Linked DNA regions of Danio rerio: region 2 is linked to region 1. Evidence: chromatin contacts called from public Hi-C data. All regions are on one chromosome and are shown on one strand. Each heading gives the region's core, a stretch centred on a gene start, on an enhancer-like site or on the middle of the called end of the contact. The rest is flanking DNA. Distances are from core to core; before and after follow the strand shown.

Region 1 (6,786 bases), core at 2,271-4,770:
AAAAGTTTTTAAAAATAACTTCAAGATATTTCTTATAAAAGCAAGTCCTATTTAAATATGTCTCTCAACTAGTTGCATCATATTTTCAGGCTGTTTCATTTTCTCTGCCTAAAAACAAAACAAAGACACTTATTACGCAAATAATATTTCAAGGTACAAGCTCCTTGTTAAAAGACAAGGCCATGCAAACTATCATTTCCTGCTGCTATTACAGCTCAAATATTAGAGTCACACGGGAAAAGTGTGCGTTCCTGTCTGAAGAAGTGGCGATTCAGTACAGCTGGACTGACTGGAGACACACAGATCCTCACTGCTCGGCTCTGCTTCTCATCTGGCTAATGACAGGGTGAAACCAGCAGCCAGTTATTTCCATAGCAGAGATAGCGAGCCCAGAGAGCCCTCATCTCCACTCTTTAAAGAGCTCAGGCCCCTGTTTAGCAGAATACCAGCACTGTCTGCAATGCTGAACACCTCAGCCCACCAAAATAACAGGAGGATTGTTGTAATTCTGAATTAAGGTGCACTAATTGATTTATGAAAATGAGAAGGAGTCTGATAAATCACATGATTTACACTTGATGTTTCAGTTAGATCTTTGTGTAAATGTATTTATTTGTGAAAACAATTTGTAAAGTACTAAAAGCTCAATACCTTTTTTTGCATGGTGATTTAAATGCAGCCAATTACGTATTTCTATATACATTTCTGGAGAGCGCCAAATACATCCCAGGAGGCACATTTTTTGTAGTTTTTGCAAATCTGCCAGAGGGCGCTGTGTGTGCTTTTTCAGATCTCAAATCTCTCTCGCGAGTGCCATTCACACCTGCTCTTCTCACGTAAATCCACCAGAGGCCGCTATTGACTGACTTACCAACTAACTGACTAACCAACCTTCGCCAGACTCAAACCTTGTCGTCATGGCCAACTCCGCTCTGTGTCTCAAATCCTCCTACAAACTCAGCGAGTCACTGGACAAACTGGTAACAGCGGAAAAGCCACCTATATGGATGTAAGCAGTCATATCACGCAGTAGTGTTCGTTTTAAAGACGAAATGCAGCCATGCATACCTCTGGCTACATAATTTGCGCTCTCCAAAAATGCCTACAGGGCTACGTTTTCAGAATCAGCCTGTGTTGTTTAAATGCTTGTTTTGAACTACTAAAATAGTCATTAAAAGTCAACTTGTTCCAAAATCAAAACACAAAAATTTGAATGCATCATTTTGTTTTCCTTTGGCTTAGTCCCTTATTCATCAGGGGTCGCCACAGTGGAATGAACCGGCAACTATTCCGGCATATGTTTTACGCAGCAGATGCCTTTCCAGCCGCTACCCTGTACTAGGAAACACGCATACTCTTGCTTGAATGCATACATTTACATAAAATCACCTGTTAATCACCGGTCACACAGCTGTTTATTAACCAATATTATTAAAGCTGAAATTCATAAAATTGTACAATTAATGCAAGATAAATTCACAATGTCACAAAAATAACTCCTAATAGCACTTTTTTTTCAATATTTTAGGATGTAAATCGTTTAGCCTGGGGGGAGTTGGCACTGTCGCCTTACAGCAGTCAGTTGGCATTACTGTGTTTGCATGTTCTCCCCATGATGGCGTGGATTTCCTCCGGGTGCTCCAGTTTTCCCCTTCAGTACACAGACATGCGCTTAAGGTGAACTGAATAAGCTAAGTTGGTCTTAGTGGTTGTGTGTGAATGAGAGAGTATGGGTGTTTCCCACTGTTGGGTTGCTGAAAGGGCATCCGTTGTGTAAAACATGGCTGGATAAGTTGCCAGTTCATTCTGCTGTGGCGACCCCTGATCAATAAATGGACTAGGATGAAGGAAAATGAATGAACGAATGAATTGTTTCACTGTTTTTAATTTGGCATGATAATGATTTGTTTGTTTTTTTACTCAGAAATTGCATTTCAATTGTGCGTGAGGAATTCATTCATTCATTCATTCATTCATTCTCTTTTCGGCTTAGTATCTCTATTAATCCAGGGTCGCCACAGTGGAATGAACCGCCAACTTATGCAGCACGTTTTTACGCAGCGGATGCTCTTCCAGCCGCAACCCATCTCTGGGAAACATCCACACACACTCATTTACACTCATACACTACGGACAATTCAGCCTACCCAATTCACCTGTACAGCATGTCTTTGGACATTGGGGGAAACCGGAGCACCCGGAAGAAACCCACGCGAACGCCGGGAGAACATGCAAACTCCACACAGAATCGCCAACTGACTCACTTGAACCAGCGACTTTCTTGCTGTGAGGCACCAGCACTACCTACTGCGCCACTGCGTCGCCCGGGTAGTTGAATTAATATATGTTATTATATTGTTATTTCAACCTGTATGCGTTGTTAATAATAATTTAAATTAATAATAATAATAAGGGGGCGGCCCTGTGGTGCAGTGGGTAGCGCTGTCTTAAATCAAGAAACTTTTTTAAGACAAGCAAAAAATATTGTCTTTTTGAAATGTATTGACTTCATTTTTAAAGAGGCCGTTCACCCAAAAATGAACTCACTTAATAATTAATAAACATAAAATAATTAAGATATTGTGAGGAAAGCTGTTAACATCCACTGCAAAAAAACTAAACAAAAAGAAAGCCTTTCTTACTTAGAGTTTTTTACTTGTTTCTAGTCCAAATATCTAACAATTTTTAAATCCAGAAACATTTTCCAAACAAGCAAAAACATTGTCTTGTTTTTAGAAATAATAAGTCAAAATCAAAAGACTTTTAGAGATAAGCTTCGATTTTTAGAAATAAGCTGGCCATCTGAAACCATTGACTTCCATAGGACTTGTTTTTCATACTATGGTTGTCAATTCTGCAAACATGCTAGTGAGTTTTTCCCTAATACAAGCAAAATAATCAGCCAATGGTGAAAGCAAACATAAATAAATCTTATTTCAAAGCAAAAAATATGTTTATTTTACTTATTTTATGACATTTATATTATATTTAGCTTGTTTTAAGGAAAAACTCACTAGCATGTTTGCAATCTTGACTTCCACAGTATGAAAAACAAATCCTATGGAAGTCGGTTTTAGTTTTCCAGCTTGTTTCAAAACATCTTTTGACTTTGACTTATTATTTCTGAAAACAAGACCATCTTTTTTGCCTGTCTAGAAAATGTTTCTGGATTGGTTTCAGCTTTTCAGCTTTTTTTAAAACATCTTCTTTTATGTTAAGCAGAAGAAAGAGGCTCAAACTGATTTTGGAACAAGTAAAGGGTGAGTAAATGATGACAGAGTTTTCATTTTCAGCTGAACTGTCCCTTTAATAGGATTTCCATGAATGAAAACACTAGCACACACACACACATACACGAAAAACAAACACATAGTAAATCAGACAAGTTCCTACCTGAACTCATGGCTCTTATCACGCCACAACGGTTGTTTGTGGTCTCTGCTTTCCACAGCACAAAGTCTCAATGGCCGTCCAAACACTCCTGAGGAGAGATGGGAAAACTGGAGGAGGTGGGACTGTCCTGCACTGGGGGATTTAGGGAGGAGTGAGGCTGTACGGAGAGAGCAGAAAGTGCACAGGCAAACAGAAAGGACGGACCAAAAAGAGAGATCAAAGAAAACACGGCGTCACATAATGACAGATTGAGGAGATTTTCATTAAAGGCTGTCTATATGACAAAGCCCAGGTGAAAAAAATATATAATTAAATGCAATTAAAATACATTTAAATACCCGCAAATACATTTTTAGTACATTGTTATTTTTGTGTTAAATAAAAGTTTGATGGTTTTACATTATAAATATACTAATTAAAATGATGTTTATACTTTAGTAGGACTTTAGTACACTTGATTAAAGTATACCAAATACTAGTAATATTTAAATAAATTTTTAGTGTACTACAATAAAGTACACTACAGAAAAAACATCCAAAAGAGTTTTATTAGTGTGTTTTTCAAAAGTGTGCTTTAAATGCTTTAAACATTAGTTGATTTTTAGTACACTGTTTACATACTAATCCTAACTTTAAAATAAGTTAATATATAAAAAATCTATTAGTAATGTATTGTAGTAGAAGTTCATTTTCCCAAAAGTTGTACTTTAGTACACTTAATGTAAATGCAATATTATCACTAACACTTAAATTGATTTTGAGTGTGGTAAATTTAAGTTTACCTTAAATTGACTTTATTAAAAATCTATTAGTAATGTATTGTAGTAGAAGTACATTTTCCCAAAATGTCTTTACATTTCACATATGTGCTGTAATGTTGCATCTTATTTAAATTTTTGTGTTCTCAGTTTTTGCTAAGTTTTTGTTCCCTTCCATAAGGTGTTTTTGGACTTGTGGTTTTTTGCACAAAAAGATTAAAGTGTTTTGATGAAGCGCAGATGCTGTTTTCTTTGTACACACAGAATCCCTTCAAACTATATTCTTTAAATAAATGTTTAGTATTTTAAAAGCACATTTTAGATCAGCTTCATGGTGTCTCATAATAGCAGAGTTGAGTACACTTAGATGTACTTAAGTTTATCTTAAAAAGTACTTAATACAAATTATTAGTACATTAAATACAAAATTAGTTTGGGAAAATAGAGCACTTTTAATACAGTATTTAGCACACTTTTTTACATTTTGTATATTCTTTTAATAAATTACTATTATATTTTAAATTACTCATAAATACATTTAAATGTTTAAAATTAGGGTTCAAGTGTATTTCTAGTTGTAACTAAATGTATTTTTAAAAATACAGATATGGTATGTTAAAGGCACATTTAAGTTCAACATCAGGGTGTTTTAAAATAGCACAGTTGAGTACACTTAGATGGTATTAAGTTTATCTTAACATACTTAATTCTATCTTTTAGTACATTAAGTACAAAATTAGTGTGCGAAAATAGAGCACTTTTAGTACATTACTGAGAAGTGTACTAAATAAAGTGCATTTTAGTGCACTTTTTTTTACCTCGCAGAATAGCATGTTTGTTCACAGAAGGTGGGAAATCAGCTAATAAGAGTCTCTAAATGGGTTTATAAATAATATGGACTACAGTTGTTGTTATTGTTGTTGCTGCTGCTGTTTTGTTTTTTCTTTAAAAAACATTGGTAACACTTTACAATAACAGTACATGAATAATGATGTATTAATATGTAAACTAAACAATAGCTTATTATGAATTAATGATGAGTTAAGGTCTGCACTAATCATCAATTAACTTTAACTACAACATGAGTCATATGAGTTCATGTGTGAGTGATGACTACCTTAATTACTTGTTAGTACATGATTGTTAATTATTGTATTAATTACCATATTAGTTTATGCTTAATTTAACCATGGTGAACTCATGATATGTTAATGTATAATTATGTTGTGATTTTACTTGGAGGTTCACATCATCATTAACCCATTCTTAACTACTCATGAACTCCTTATGCACGTCCAACTAGTGAGTTTACACTGAATAACCATAGAAAAGTGTTTTGTCAGCATCAACATGAACAGGAGCTCATGAGTAGTTAAGGATGAGTTAATAGTGATGTGCGCCTCCAAGTAAAGTCATGACATAACTATACATTAACAGCTCATGAGTTCATGTTATTTACATTTAGCTTAAACTTAAATGTTAATTAATACATTAATTAACAACATGAACTAACAAGTAATTAAGGTAGTCATCATTCACACATGAACTCATTCTGTAGTTAAAGGTAATTCATGATTAGTGCATACCTTAGCTCATCATTAATTCATAATATAGTAATGTTTAGTTTACATATTAATACACCATTATTCATGTACTGTTATTGTAAAGTGTTACCAAAATATTACTGCCTACAAAAAAAATACTTTTCTTATTTGGAGTTTATTTGGCTTATATATAGTCCAAATATCTAAAAATTATTTTTTCAAATATATATATATATATATATATATATATATATATATATATATATATATATATATATATATATATATATATATTTATATATTGTTATAATATAATATAAAAATTAAAGACTGATGGTTGTTTATGGTATGTTGTTGTTTCTTTAATGCAATGATTTACTATCTTCCGTGGGTTATGAAAAAAATATGGTAATTCAAAAAGTTTCATAAAATTTATTTGAGTTTTGGAAATCACCAAGCGACCCCTTGTCATTGTCCAGCGACCCCCCAGGGGGTCCCGACCCCCACTTTGAGAACCTCTGGTCTAAATGACAAAAAATAGCATGTTTGTTCACAGGAGGGGGGAAATTAGTTGGTAAGTGTCTCTAAATAGGTGTTTTATGAATAATATGGACTACAGTTGTTGTTTTTTGTACTGCATATAAAAAATGCTTTTTTTACTTGGAGTTTTTGTCTTGTTTCTAGTCCAAATAGTTAAAGATTCTTAAATCAAGAAGCATTTTCAAGACAAACAAAAGATTGTCTTGTTTTCAGTAATAATAGTTCAAAATTAAGTGCGTTTTTACTTAGAACAAGTAATATAGTCTGCCATAGCGAAAACAGGATTATTTTGCTTACTCCACTGGCAGATTAATGAGCAAGAAACTTTATTCATAACATTTGAAACTTACCAGAACGTTCTGAGAACATTCCTACATTTCTGTGAGGATTATAGAGGCAAAGGGTCAGAATGACATCTAATAATTTAAAAATAACACTCAAGTATCTGACACTTCCCAACATTCATCTGAGGTTATTGCCATAGTGAGTGTAAAAAGATAAAAAGTCAACAAACACTGCTCTTTCAGTTTCCTTTCATTAGACTGCACAGT
Region 2 (6,786 bases), core at 2,250-4,749, 190 kb before region 1:
AGCAAATGCGAGACCCGCCGTGATAAATCATAAGCACCTGATCCTCTCGAAATTAGTTTATGAATAAACTTCACACAGTGTACATTAGTAATGCGTGGATGGCGGTTATATCTGCGGATGCTGCGGATAATCCGCGGGTCGGTCGGGTAATAAAAAATACTTCAAGTTTATTTTAATTATGTTGAACACAAAAGAAGCAACAGTGGTTAGCACTGTCGCCTCACAGCAAGAAGGTCACTAGTTTAAGTCCCGGCTGGGTCAGTTGGCATTTCTGTGTGGAGTTTGTATGCTCTCCCCATATTGCCGTGGGTTTGCTCCAGTTTCCTTCACAGTCCAAACACATGCGCTATAGATGAGTTGAAGAAACTATAATGGGTTGTAGTGTATGAGAGTGTATACGTATTCCCCAGTTCTGGGTTGCAGCTGAAAGGGTATCGCTGTGTAAGACATATGCTGGATAAGTTGGCGGTTCATTCCGCTGTGGCGATCCCTGAAAAATAAGGGACTAAGCCAAAGGAAAATTTATGAATGAATGAATAAATGAAAAGGCAAGGCAGTGGCGCAGTAGGTAGTGCTGTCGCCTTACAGCAAGAAGGTCGCTGGTTCGAACCTCGGCTCAGTTGGTGTTTCTGTGTAGAGTTTGCATGTTCTCCCTGCCTTCGTGTGGGTTTCCTCCGGGTGCTCCGGTTTCCCCCACAGTCCAAAGACATGCGGTACAGGTGAATTGAGTAGGCTAAATTGTCCTGTGTGTGTGTGTGTGTGTGTGTGTGTGTGTGTGTGTGTGTGTGTGTGTGTGTGTGTGTGTGTGTGTGTGTGTGTGTGTGTGTGTGTGTGTGTGTGTGTGTGTGTGTGTGTGTGTGTGTGTGTGTGTGTGTGTGTGTGTGTGTGTGTGTGTGTGTGTGTGTGTGTGTGTGTGTGTGTGTGTGTGTGTGTGTGTGTGTGTGTGTGTGTGTGTTTTCCAGAGATGGGTTGCGGCTGGAAGGGCATCCGCTGTGTAAAAACTTGCCCGATAAGTTGGCAGTTCATTCCGCTGTGGCGACCCCGGATTAATAAAGGGACTTAGTTGACAAGAAAATGAATGAATAAATGAACGCAGGAAGGAAGATATGCTGAAGAATGTTGAGAGGAAAAACAACTATAGACTATTTTATTTTTCCTTCCTACTACACGTGTTTCAGAATGAATGTTTTGTGTTCAACAGAATTAAGAAACTCTTAAAACCACTCAAGAGAGAGTCATTTTTGGATGAACTATCCCGCTAGGACATTAATGCTTGTTTGATTTACAGTCTGCAGCTCCACATTCTGAAAGTGACTGAAACAAAACCCTGCTCTGCACCTCTATTAAAGTAACATGTTCAGAAATCTCTACATGGATTTAGTTTGATTTTTAGAGGAGAAATGTGTGTGCAGACGTCAAGCAGTCTAGAAATCAGGCCTGGGGGAGAGTTGCTTTCAGCACTCAGTCTGTAACAAACCGCTGTCTTGTTATATAACGTTTGGGATGGTCTGGCTGGACGCCTGAACTTGTGCTCGTCAAACTATGCGGCAGCTGACACTGAAGACTGAACCCTGTTTTAAATATGGCTTCTGCTATTAATCTGCTACTTGTGATAAATAATATACGCCGAAGGAAAACGTACGTTGGAGTGCTGAAAAAAAATATTCAGAGATGATTTATTGGATTTACTCAACTTTTTATGTTAAGTGGTTGTAAACAATTTATTTGTGTTGAATTTAAACAAACAAATTAGGTTGAACATTATTAAACTTAATTTGTTTGTTTAAATTCAACACAAATAAATTGTTTGCAACAGTTCTGCATGCAGGGCGAGGCAGTGGTGCAGTAGCCTCACAGCAAGAAAGTCGCTGGGTCGCTGATTCGAACCTCGACTCAGTTAGTGTTTCTGTGTGGAGTTTGCATGTTCTCCCTGCCTTCGCGTGGGTTTCCTCCGGGTGCTCCGGTTTCCCCCACATTCCAAAGACATGCGGTACAGGTGAATTGGGTAGGCTAAATTGTCCATAGTGTATGAGTGTGTGTGTGATTGGTGTGTGGATGCTTCCCACAGACGGATTGCAGCTGGAAGGGCATCCGCTGCGTAAAAACTTGCTTAATAAGTTGGCGGTTCATTCCGCTGTGGTGACCCCGGATTAATAAAGGGACTAAGCCGACAAGAAAATGAATGAATGAATGAGTTCTGCATGCAACACTTTTTTCAGGGGCCATACTAGATAGGATGCAAAAAATATTCCCTAACACTTTAATGAAACGGATGCTTATAAGGCTAAGACGCAACTTAGAGTTGTGAGGCATAAATAATTATGTAAATTTCAATTTGCAGGACGTAAAACTAGAACTATTCCTACATTTTACAAATAAAAAAAGTTTACATCTCACAATTATGATTGTGTGTCTCTAAATTCTGATCATTATTTCTTGCACTTGAAAATTGACATCTTGTAGTTCTGACTTTTTGTAATCTACTTTTACATCCAGCTAATTTTGACAATTGAAGAGTTCAGATGCGAAAACCTCTAAGAGCCATCTGAAATGTTCGTCTAATATGAGCATTTTTTTCAGGCTCTTTTCTTAATTCTGTAATTTTATGGCAAAGAATAGTTTTTTTTTTATCGATTTTAATATGAAATAATTGAACATAATCATAAGAGGCTGACAAAAATGCTCATTGTTGAAGAAAATTCCAGATTTTCGCATCTCAATTCTTGCTTTACATCTCCTGGTTCTGATCCTACATCTCACAGTAGCTGCGTCTCATTTCAGGGTCTGCATCCTCCAAAGGATGCATTCAAAGAGCATGTGTCAAGTTGTGCTTGCTAACATTAGTTAACGCACTGTGAGTTAGCATGAACTAACATTATTTGATGGCTGATCAGACATTTGCGTTAACAAGCAGTTGGACAGGTGTACCTAATAAAGTGGCCGGTGAGCGTAAGTCTGTAAAATAACAGAATATGTATAGTGGCAAGGTTTTTGTAGCATCATATACAACACCATTCAGACAATATATCACTTTTAAACTATTAAAAATGTTAATAAAGGTTCGTTTTTAACCTTTTCTAGGTTCAAAGTTGCTGGAAGAAAGATCAAGATCCCATAATGCATATGCATAAATAAACAGAGCTAAAATAAAAAACATGAATCGCAAAATACAAAAAACTGCGGATATTTTTTTACAGTGTCGTCCATGTTGACCACAACTTTGTTTGACCAATCCCGAACCCCAGAACGACCCGTAATGAGTGAACTGTGCAAACACAGTGAAGTCATAACCTGAGCAGACACCTGCTGTCTCCGTTACACTCCAAACGGTTAACGTGCGTCTGTCAGTGTGTGTGATCAGTGCTATTTATAACCGTGTGCTATTGAAAGCGGACAGACGAGCAGCCGGTCCTCCCTCTGACACCCTTCACCCCTGCGGTCCAGAGGGTCTCAGTCCCGTCCCACACAGGGAACAAGCACATTCAGCCCTCATCCAGACACAACTGACCCAGCACAGGTATAGTAAACCAGTCTGATGCACGTGATTATCGCATTGCATGAATTTGTGGGTTGTGTGTGCACTGTAAAATAAGTTGCTGGCTTCAATATTTAAGTTGAATCTAGTCAGTTCCACTTACTAACAGTACTTGTGCACTGTCAAAATTGACTACCCTTTGGTTATGTTCGGGGCTGTTTTTGCCCCATTGACTTCCATTGTAACCACATTTTTATGATTGCAAAGACATGACAGCATACAACCTTGTATTCTTGATTGTTGGTGGTTTTCTCTGCTGGGAAGAGGTCAGATTTGTCATTTTTATTGTTGATAATCAGTTGACAGTGATAGCCTGTGCAAAACAGTTTCTGGCATTTACAGTATATGGAATTTCATGGTATAAAACAGCAGATTATAGTGTCTGTGTGCATAAATACACTTACTACTTACTATGTTTAGAGAGCTGAGAGGTTTATTTTGATTTTATAAAGCATATCAAGGTATATGTGCAAAGGTCTTTCTCTCTCTTTCTCTCTCTCAGACATACACAAGCACACACACTGTACTACATATAAAAGCTAGAAACTAAGCTTTTTTTTTGCACTGCAACTGATGATAAACAATGAAAATGACAAGTTTGATCTCTTCCTAACAGGAAAAACCAGCAACAATCATGAATGCAAGAGGTGTCATGGCTTTGCAATCAAAAAACGTGATTATAAAGGAAGTCAATGGGGGCAAAAACAGCCCAGAACATAACAAAAGGGTAGTAAATTTGCCCAGAGTGCATTGTTGAGTTTTTTAAAAATGCCAAAAGCATTTTCCCAAAATATGTGCCAAAAAGAGATTTGTTACCAAAAGTCATTCCATTTGCTGAAACAGAGGACGTCATGCCAGATTAAGAGTCAAAATCACCCACATGCCTAACAGCACACACAGGCTAAGACTCTAAGTTGAAACTAGCATAACAAAAAAACAACTAAACTGAAATGTGACCTTGGAGCACAAAACTTAAGTAAAGTCTTGAGTTGGACACACTCTAAAAATGCTGGGTTACTTTAACCCAGTGTTGGGTCAACTATGGAAACCACCAACTATTGGGTTTAAAAGTGTTATTTAAATTCAGTTGAAAGATTTACGTAACAATTTTAAAACTTTAAAGTTGTCAATATTTGACCCAATGTTGGCTTAAAACAACCCAGCATTTTTAGAGCGCATTTATATTTGTAGGAATAGCCAAAAGCACATTGTATGAGATCCAATAAAGTATTTATTTTGTGCCATCCCAAAGAGGGAAGAAATCACTTTCACGAACGCTCACGCTCAATCTGCCCAGTTGGTGGAATGAACTCCCTAACTGCATCAGAACAGCAGAGTCACTCGCTACTTTCAAGAAACGACTAAAAACTCAACTATTTAGTCTCCACTACACTTCTTAATCTGCAATTGCCTCTCTGAATATCACACTAACTGTACCCCAAAAAAATAAATAAATAAAAAAAAAAAACTAATACTACTAATACTTCCCTTCTTAGACTTTACAGAACTGAAACTTGCCTATAGCACTTATTCATTGTTGCTCTTAGTTGTGTAAATTGTTTCCTTGTCCTCATTTGTAAGTCGCTTTGGATAAAAGCGTCTGCTAAATGACTAAATGTAAATGTAAATGCCATAATTAAAAGAAAATTACATACATTTTGTAAATATTTCACAACAATTATATCAAAGCGTATGGTTTGATAAGTAATATGCACTGCTAAGAACTTAATTTGAGCAATTTTAAAGGTGATTTTCTTTTAAATGTGTATGATTAAAATCTAATATTCATATATTACTGTAACTAGTTTATTTTTGAATAGTTTTAGTGCATTAGAACATTAACACTGGTGGGTGTTCGGTCCAGTCGAACCAGCTTTTCCAGGGTTTCTGCAGGTTTCACCAAGTTAAATTTAAGACTTTTTAAGACTCATAAAGGGCTGAACATTAATGCATTTTTCAAATGGCCCAGATGGAAAAGTTTTATTTGCCTTTTCAAATAAATTGTATTATAATTGAATACATCTTATAATACAATTATATATTAATAACAAAAATATATATATTTTTTAGATATTTCTAAGCAAAATATTTTAAATATTGTATAAATACAAGCAAGCTCCACTTGTATCCACCTAGCAAGCACACAACTTCATAAGACGTTAATATTAGGTTCGATTTAGGTCATGGCGTCCAAAATTCAATGTCTAGCCAGCATCTAAGGATAACGTTATTTTGACGTCCAATAACAACGTCAACTTACGTTGATATTCGGTTGATTTTAGGTTGTGTTGAAAAGTGACCAAAATCCAACATCTGATAGATGTCATAGTGGTAACGTCCACACATTGTCAATGTGTAACATGACATTGATATTTGGTTGATTTTAGGTTGTGTTGAAAAGTGACCAAAATCCAACATCTGAAAGACGTCATAGTGGTAACGTCCACACAACGTCAAGGTGATTAGACATTGATATTTGGTTGATCTTAGGTTGGACGTTGGACATTGACGTTGGCCTGATGTTGGGTTCTGACGTCAACCCAATTTTCATTTCCAAACAAAGTGCAATGTTCCCATGACGTTGGGGTGTGTTCGGGTTAAACGTCAATATGACATTATGTTGATGTGCTGTGCCTGCAGGGCATACACTTTTTTTTCCAACATCATTTTTAAAATAAAAAAAATGATCAAATGTTTTAAACGTTTTAATAAATTTAATAAACTAAATCTATCCACAACAATCTGTTCAGGCTGGTGCCCTCAGCAGTAAATACACGGACCACTTTTAAACAAATGTTATTGTAAGGAAACTAATTAAACCATTTTGGTAAATAGAGTTAAAAACTACCTTTTTTAAAATAAAGTTTTATTGAGATGATTTCTTTAAAATGTGTATGATAAAAATCTAATATTCATAAGTTACGGAAACTAGTTTAGTTTTGAATAGTTTTAGTGCATTAGAACATCAACACTGCTGGGTGTTGGCCAGATTGTGTAGCAATACATGAACAAAGGAAAATTAAGACACGTTTAAAAAAAAAATTAAGACCTACAACACAATATTTCAGTAAATTTAAATACTTTTTAAATACTTTTTTAAGGCCTAAAATTTAGATTTTGAAATTTAAGATATTTTAAGACTTTTTAGGCCCCACTGAAACACTGTTTTCATGTTTTTAATTAGTTTTTTTTATATTTTTAATGATGAATCATTTAGGTGCCAAAGCAAAATTTATAATCTTTTGGCCAGC

Evidence for each region. Hi-C and Micro-C count contacts between places; a contact is called where the count stands out from the background.
Region 2: a Hi-C map of an unstated tissue shows a contact between it and region 1, with 2.6 times the contacts expected there. The contact joins the promoter of myoz2a here to the promoter of frem1a in region 1. A contact is called at or near these places in 2 of 18 Hi-C or Micro-C datasets (caudal fin and an unstated tissue).

The regions. Positions count from the first base shown.
Region 1 is chr7:75,183,804-75,190,589 of GRCz12tu, reverse strand. It overlaps frem1a (Fras1 related extracellular matrix 1a), which reads right to left and starts at 3,520. Exons shown (of 37, transcript NM_001190308.2): 1 at 3,394-3,520.
Region 2 is chr7:75,377,448-75,384,233 of GRCz12tu, reverse strand. It overlaps myoz2a (myozenin 2a), which reads left to right and starts at 3,499. Exons shown (of 6, transcript NM_200899.1): 1 at 3,499-3,517.